Regions from separate parts of the Sus scrofa genome. Here region 2 is linked to region 1. Evidence: chromatin contacts called from public Hi-C data. All regions are on one chromosome and are shown on one strand. The core of a region is the stretch at or near the end of the contact, and the rest is flanking DNA. Distances in the headings are between cores, read along the strand shown. Region 1 holds the start of RPS26 (ribosomal protein S26). Region 2 holds the start of SUOX (sulfite oxidase).

Evidence for each region. A called contact is a pair of places that touch in the nucleus more often than the background predicts.
Region 2: a contact with region 1 is called in a Hi-C map of fetal liver, with 2.5 times the contacts expected there. The contact joins the promoter of SUOX here to the promoter of RPS26 in region 1. A contact is called at or near these places in 2 of 5 promoter capture datasets (fetal liver and liver), 27 of 47 Hi-C or Micro-C datasets (adipocytes, adipose tissue, alveolar macrophages and 15 more) and 2 of 2 datasets of contacts at active chromatin or transcription factors (alveolar macrophages and skeletal muscle).

The regions. Positions count from the first base shown.
Region 1 is chr5:21,430,171-21,433,037 of Sscrofa11.1, forward strand. RPS26 (ribosomal protein S26) reads left to right here and starts at 1,486. Exons shown (of 4, transcript NM_001097481.2): 1 at 1,486-1,512; 2 at 1,773-1,950. The coding sequence starts at 1,510.
Region 2 is chr5:21,393,790-21,396,656 of Sscrofa11.1, forward strand. It overlaps SUOX (sulfite oxidase), which reads left to right and starts at 1,510. Exons shown (of 4, transcript NM_001244498.1): 1 at 1,510-1,537. It overlaps LOC110260685 (a long non-coding RNA gene), which reads right to left and starts at 1,389. Exons shown (of 2, transcript XR_002343979.1): 1 at 1,312-1,389.

The DNA of each region.
Region 1 (2,867 bases), core at 236-2,735:
GGAGTTTCCATTGTGGCTCAGCAGGTTAAGAATTCGACTAGTAACCGTGGAGGATTCAGGTTCCATCTCTGGTCCTTGTCAGTGGGTTTAATGATCCAGTATTGCCGTGAGCTGCAGTGTAGGTTGCAGAGGAGTCTTGGATCTCGTGTTGCTGTGGCTGTGGTGTAGACCAGTAGCTGCAGCTCTGATTCAACCCCATCCTGGGAACTTCCATATGCCTTGGGTGCAGCCCTAAAAAGAAAAAAAAAAAGAAAGAAAGAAAAAAAAAAAAGAGGTAAATGGAACTTAAACATAAATAACAAGGTACATTTCAATAGGAGGCCAGAGTCATCAATGAGTGGTGAAATCACCTTAATGGGAATTGATGAACACTTATTAAAATAAAATAGAAAATACCAGCGCACCTTATGTCATAAGGGCTTTGTTTCATGAAATTTTTGTTTCAGTTTTGTGTGTGTGTGTGTGTATTTGTATTTGTATATGTATTGAGTACCAAAGTAAAATATATTTTTACTAGGAGTGTAAGTCAAATCATTTAGGTCACCAGTCCAACTTATACCTCCATCCACTTATTTGTTTCTTAGGTAAGAGAAAGCATAGTACAGTGGAGCCAAGAAACCTCTTACTAGCTCCCTGTAACTTTGGGCAACCTCAGTTTTAACCTCTCTACTCCTCAGTTTTTCAATCTGTCGTGGGATCCCTGAACCTCTAGGGAATTCCCATGTAATGTAAGGATAATATTAGAAGCTTCCTTGTAGACTTGTTGAGGGTTAACTGAGTTAATATTTATACAGTGCTTACTACAGTGCCTGGCACTATGTTTGCAAGATCCAGGAACAAAAAGGTGAATGAGAAATAGCCCTAGCACCGATGCACTTGTCCATGACTCCTCCCTGCTGGGTTTTCTCAGTATTAGAAGGAGGAACTAATAACATGTTTTATTCTTCCCCCAGCCTCCCGCCCCCAACATCTTCCTTTTCTGTCATGCACCAAAGAAACGAGCAGAGAGCGTCCCCCAGTGGCCGGTGGAGTGATGTCGCCTTCCGTTTAAGGGCTTGGGGCCTGGGGACTGCCAACTCCGCACTACAACTCCCACCATGCATCTCTTCCCCTCCGACCTCTAATAGGCAGTGTGACAAGCGGTCTTGCGCCGGGCAACTTCCCCGCCTTGCGTCGCAAAATACAGATAAATGCCCAGAATTACGTCCGGGGTAAGGTGTTGCAAAGGTTGCTGGGAAACACATAACCGTAATTTTCTTCCGCCAGCAGGTTAAATAGTCCCTTGGTCACTTTGTGCCACGGAAAAATAAACTCGAGAAACACCTTTCTACCATAGATTTCAGCAGAAACGCTGAATAATAAATAACATTTGAATAAAGGTGATTGCCGTCCTTGGCGTGCGTCCAGGAGCCGTCTAGGAGGAATCCCTCGGCGTGAGCGGAGGGATCTCGCACTATATAAGAGAGCCGAGCCGTTGGCCACTTCCTCTCTCGCGTCTTCGCTTCCAAGATGGTGAGTTATGGCGCGTGGTGAACGATTGGGGCCGGGTGAAGGCTGAGTGTGAGCCAGATGAGATTGTGGGGGTTTTAAAACCTGGACTACGGTGAAGGAATGGAAAGAGCATATGTTTGTTCCAGGCTTGGGGGGGTTTGCGGAGGGACTGGAGATCTGAGTGGCTCTTCTGGTGGTTGCCGGCGGGAAATGTGGCCGGAAGGGGTCTAAGGCTGGGTAAGTTGCGAGCCCTTCTTAATGGTGTTTTCATCCTGATGCAGACCAAGAAAAGAAGGAATAATGGCCGTGCCAAAAAGGGCCGCGGCCACGTGCAGCCTATTCGCTGCACCAACTGTGCCCGATGCGTGCCCAAGGATAAGGCCATTAAGAAGTTCGTTATTCGGAACATTGTAGAGGCCGCGGCGGTCAGGGACATTTCCGAAGCGAGCGTTTTCGATGGTGAGTGAGCTCCCGGGGCGAATCGGTATCTTAATATTTAAGAAGTGTAATTTTTTTGTGGCGCGTATTCGATCCCTGGCCGAGGAACTTCCACATGAGGCCGAAAGCTGTACATACATACTTTAAGACCTAAAACCACCTCTCCCCGCCAACCCGTGCGGTGCACAGGCTTTGTCGTAGTAGTGTCCGAGCAATCTCCTTGTGTTTTTAAGGTTGTCGGTAGAAGAGAATTGAATCTTTGCTGCGTTTGCCACTTTGAGCTGTGTCTGGGGAGGGAGCCTTTTTGTGGTAGTGCTCACTGAGTCATTTAAGAAAGGAAGCATGTCTACTTAGGTTCACGAGGGTGATCTTTGGAGCAATATGATGTTGTTTTAATCGTTTTTCTTTTTAGAGACAGTGAGCTTTTTTAGGCGGGGGCCCTGGACGGTGTTAGGGCTGATGTGATTGTTGAAGAAACTAGATTCTTGGTGGTATAACATCTGTGGTGTGAATTTGATTCCCATGATGACAGGATGGGTTAGTAAGGGGGTGTTTATTCGTGAAACTATGTTTTTAGGTGTCAGAAAGTGAATAGTAGCTCTTTGGAGTGAAATCTTGTAGATATGCCTAAATGAGTTTGTTTACTTTTTTGTTTTTGTTTCTTTGCCATTTCTTGGGCTGCTCCTGCGGTGTATGGAGGCTAGGGGTCGAATCAGAGCTGTAGCTGCCAGCCTTCGCCAGAGCCACAGCAACACGGGATGCAAGCCGCTTCTGCAACCTACACCACAGCTCACGGCAACACCGGATCGTTAACCCGCTGAGAGGGGGCAGGGATCGAACCTTCAACCTTATGGTTCCTAGTCGGATTCGTTAATCACTGAGCCACGACGGGAACTCCTGTTTACTCCCCCCCCCCCCCAAAAATGACCGAACTTGAG
Region 2 (2,867 bases), core at 260-2,759, 36 kb before region 1:
AATGCTGCCGGCCTACTCCAGAGCCACAGCAACGTGGGATCGACCTACACCACAGCTCATGGCAATGCTGGATCCTTAACCCACTGAGCAAGGCCAGGGATCGAACCTGAAACCTCATGGTTCCTAGTTGGATTTGTTAACCACTGCACCACTACAGGAACTCCCTAAGACTATTTTTAAGACTGCTATAGTAGGTTGGGTGTCAGATCTCTGATGATTTAATTATACACAGTTCATTTGGGGATCTTTCTTTTTCCAGAAACTTTAACGCCAAAATCACCTTTGCATTGTCAATTCCTCTTTCGGTTTATCTCTTAGCGCTCCTCCCACAGCTCCTTCATTCCTAGTGAAAGCTCTTAGGAGAGCAGAAAGGGAGGGGAACTGATTTTCCAAAATTAAAGATGAAGACCTTCACTTAAGGCTGTAGCTCAACCTTCTAGTCTCCAGAGGGCAGTGTGGATACGTTTGCCCCAGGTTCACTGCTAGCCAATGACAAGATTTCACTTCGGGGCCAAATGATAAAAGGGTAATAGCAAACAATGTTCTATTATGCCCTTTACTCTGAGATTATGAGCACTTACAATGTTCCCCTATTTTGGGGTGTTAAAATGTCATTTCTCTTATTAAGTAACGATTTTTAAAAAATTGACCACTAAGCAAAAAGAAAAAAAAAAAGGTGGCTATTCAGTGTTGGTTCTATAATCTGGGGAGAAATTAAACTAGTCTGAAGAATCTCTTTGAATTGTTATGTAGACCCCATTTCTGCTCTCGTTCCTGGATATAAGAGAATTGAGCACTTGCTCTTGTTTCCTCTAAAATACAAACAGGGCAGGAGTTCCCGTCGTGGCTCAGCGGGAACGTATCCTTGAGGGGGCAGGTTCAATCCCTGGCCTCGGCAGTGGGTTAAGGAGTCTACTTGCGGTGAGCTGTGGTGTAGGCCAGCGGCTACAGCTCCGATTCCACCACTAGCCTGGGAACCTCCATAGGCCGCGGATGAGGCCCTAGAAAGACAAAAGACAAAAAAAAACAAAACAAAACACAGGGCTGTTGCAGTTGCAACACAGACGTTTGTGAAAAACAAGATAAGAGGCGGAGCTCACCCCCCCCCCGCCCCCGGGAGAAAGCCGTCTGAATCCCGAGGCCTCTAGTGAAAGCACTTGTGTCTCAGATAGCTGGGAGGGGAGCACTTGTGTCTCAGATAGCTGGGAGGGGTAGGGACATCCCTCAGCCCAACCTCTGGGCGTCCTCATCACTTTGCACTGCCCCGAATTCCGGACGTCCTTCTCCGGCGGGGTAAAAGCAAAAACTTACCGTTCTAGTTCCGAGCCCAGGTGGCATCCCCGCCTGCCTCGGCCTCCAGGAGGCGGGGCACAGCAGCAGGGAGGCGGTCTATGGCCCGCCAATGACTTGGGGACGAGCAGAGGGGCGAGAGTGGTCCTTTACTCTAGCCCAACGTCACGGCGCAAGCCCCGCCCCCTCGCCGACTGCGGCTGGGCGCTGAGCGGGTGAAAGAACCACGGTGCGGACGGCGAACCCGGTAAGGAACCTGGGGCCGGGAGGAGGCAGGACTAGTAACCGGGAGGAGGCAGGACTAGTAACCTGGGCAGGGGCGGCGCGGGGTCGGGGGTGGTGTTGGTCCTCAGGGGTGCTCCGAATCCCAAGGACAACAAAACTGCTAGTCCCCGCCTCCACTACCGCTAGCCGAGTGTTCCTGGGGCCGCGGGGTGTTGCTACTAGACACTCCTGGGCCAGCTGTTGGGCGACATGGAACCGGGTGCTTGTGTCTTGGTGCTGAACACATCCATATTCTACCAAATTTTTCCTCTGGGGAGTGACTGGCGACTACCCGCACAAGGCGGTGCCATCTGTTTAGCGGCAGACTGCCTCTCCCAAACCTGGGATACTGGGCTGACCGAGTCTGCCTGCAAGTCAGTCCTACCTATGCAGCTCCAGTCTGCTTTTAGTAGGCTGCTGGGATTGAGGAAAGGTGGCAGGGAGAGTGAGGGTTCTAAGGCCCAGGAGTAAAATGCAGACTCCACTCCTATTTCTAGCTTCCTCCTAGTGTCTCTGCCAGCACCCCTCTTTAGCATCTCGTCAGCAATTCTGCCTCTTCTCACCCCTCCCCGCTTTGGCCCTCCTGGGGTCAGTGATCTGCTCAGTGCTTTAAGGAAGAAACTGCGCAAGCCAGCGCAGAAAAATTACCTTCTTCCGTCTCTAGCCCGTCCCCTGACACCCTGGACATTAACTCCTCGATCTGCTGAGCTCACTGGAATGGCCAGGCCAGGTAGGGGTGGGAACCCCCGGTTGGGGCCCAGTTCCCAGCCAGGTTCAATTTTTATTTATTTTTTTAGGGTGGGTGGAGGGAGAGGAGGGAAAGGCCTTCAATGACAGTGTTATTACTTGTTGGCTCATCACAGCAGTTCTGCTAGGTAGGTCTCATTTGACAGATGAGGACACAAGTTCAGAGAGGCTTGGTATCTTGCCCAGGAACAGGGCTGGTCAATGGCAGGGCTAGTTTCACAAACACAAAGCGTTGACTCCAAAATCCAAGCTCCTCACCCCATCAGGCTGCCACTATCTTTTTCACCTTTTTGTGTCTAAGTCAGTATACCCCTCAGTTGTCCTCTGCTGAATTTAGAAATAATGAACAGGCAAACTGAGCCTCTGCCTTTTAGACCTTTGGCCCCCATTGTTCTCTGTAGTGGACAAAGTAGAGAGTGGAGGGCGGGAGATAGGTAATTCTAGGAGACCCCCTCCCACCCCCTTATTCCTTTCCATCCTGTCAGCATAGTCTGTCTCCAGAGTTCTCCAGGTTTTCTATAAGGACCCATTTGGACCCTCACTCCCATTCTTTGGCCTCAATACCA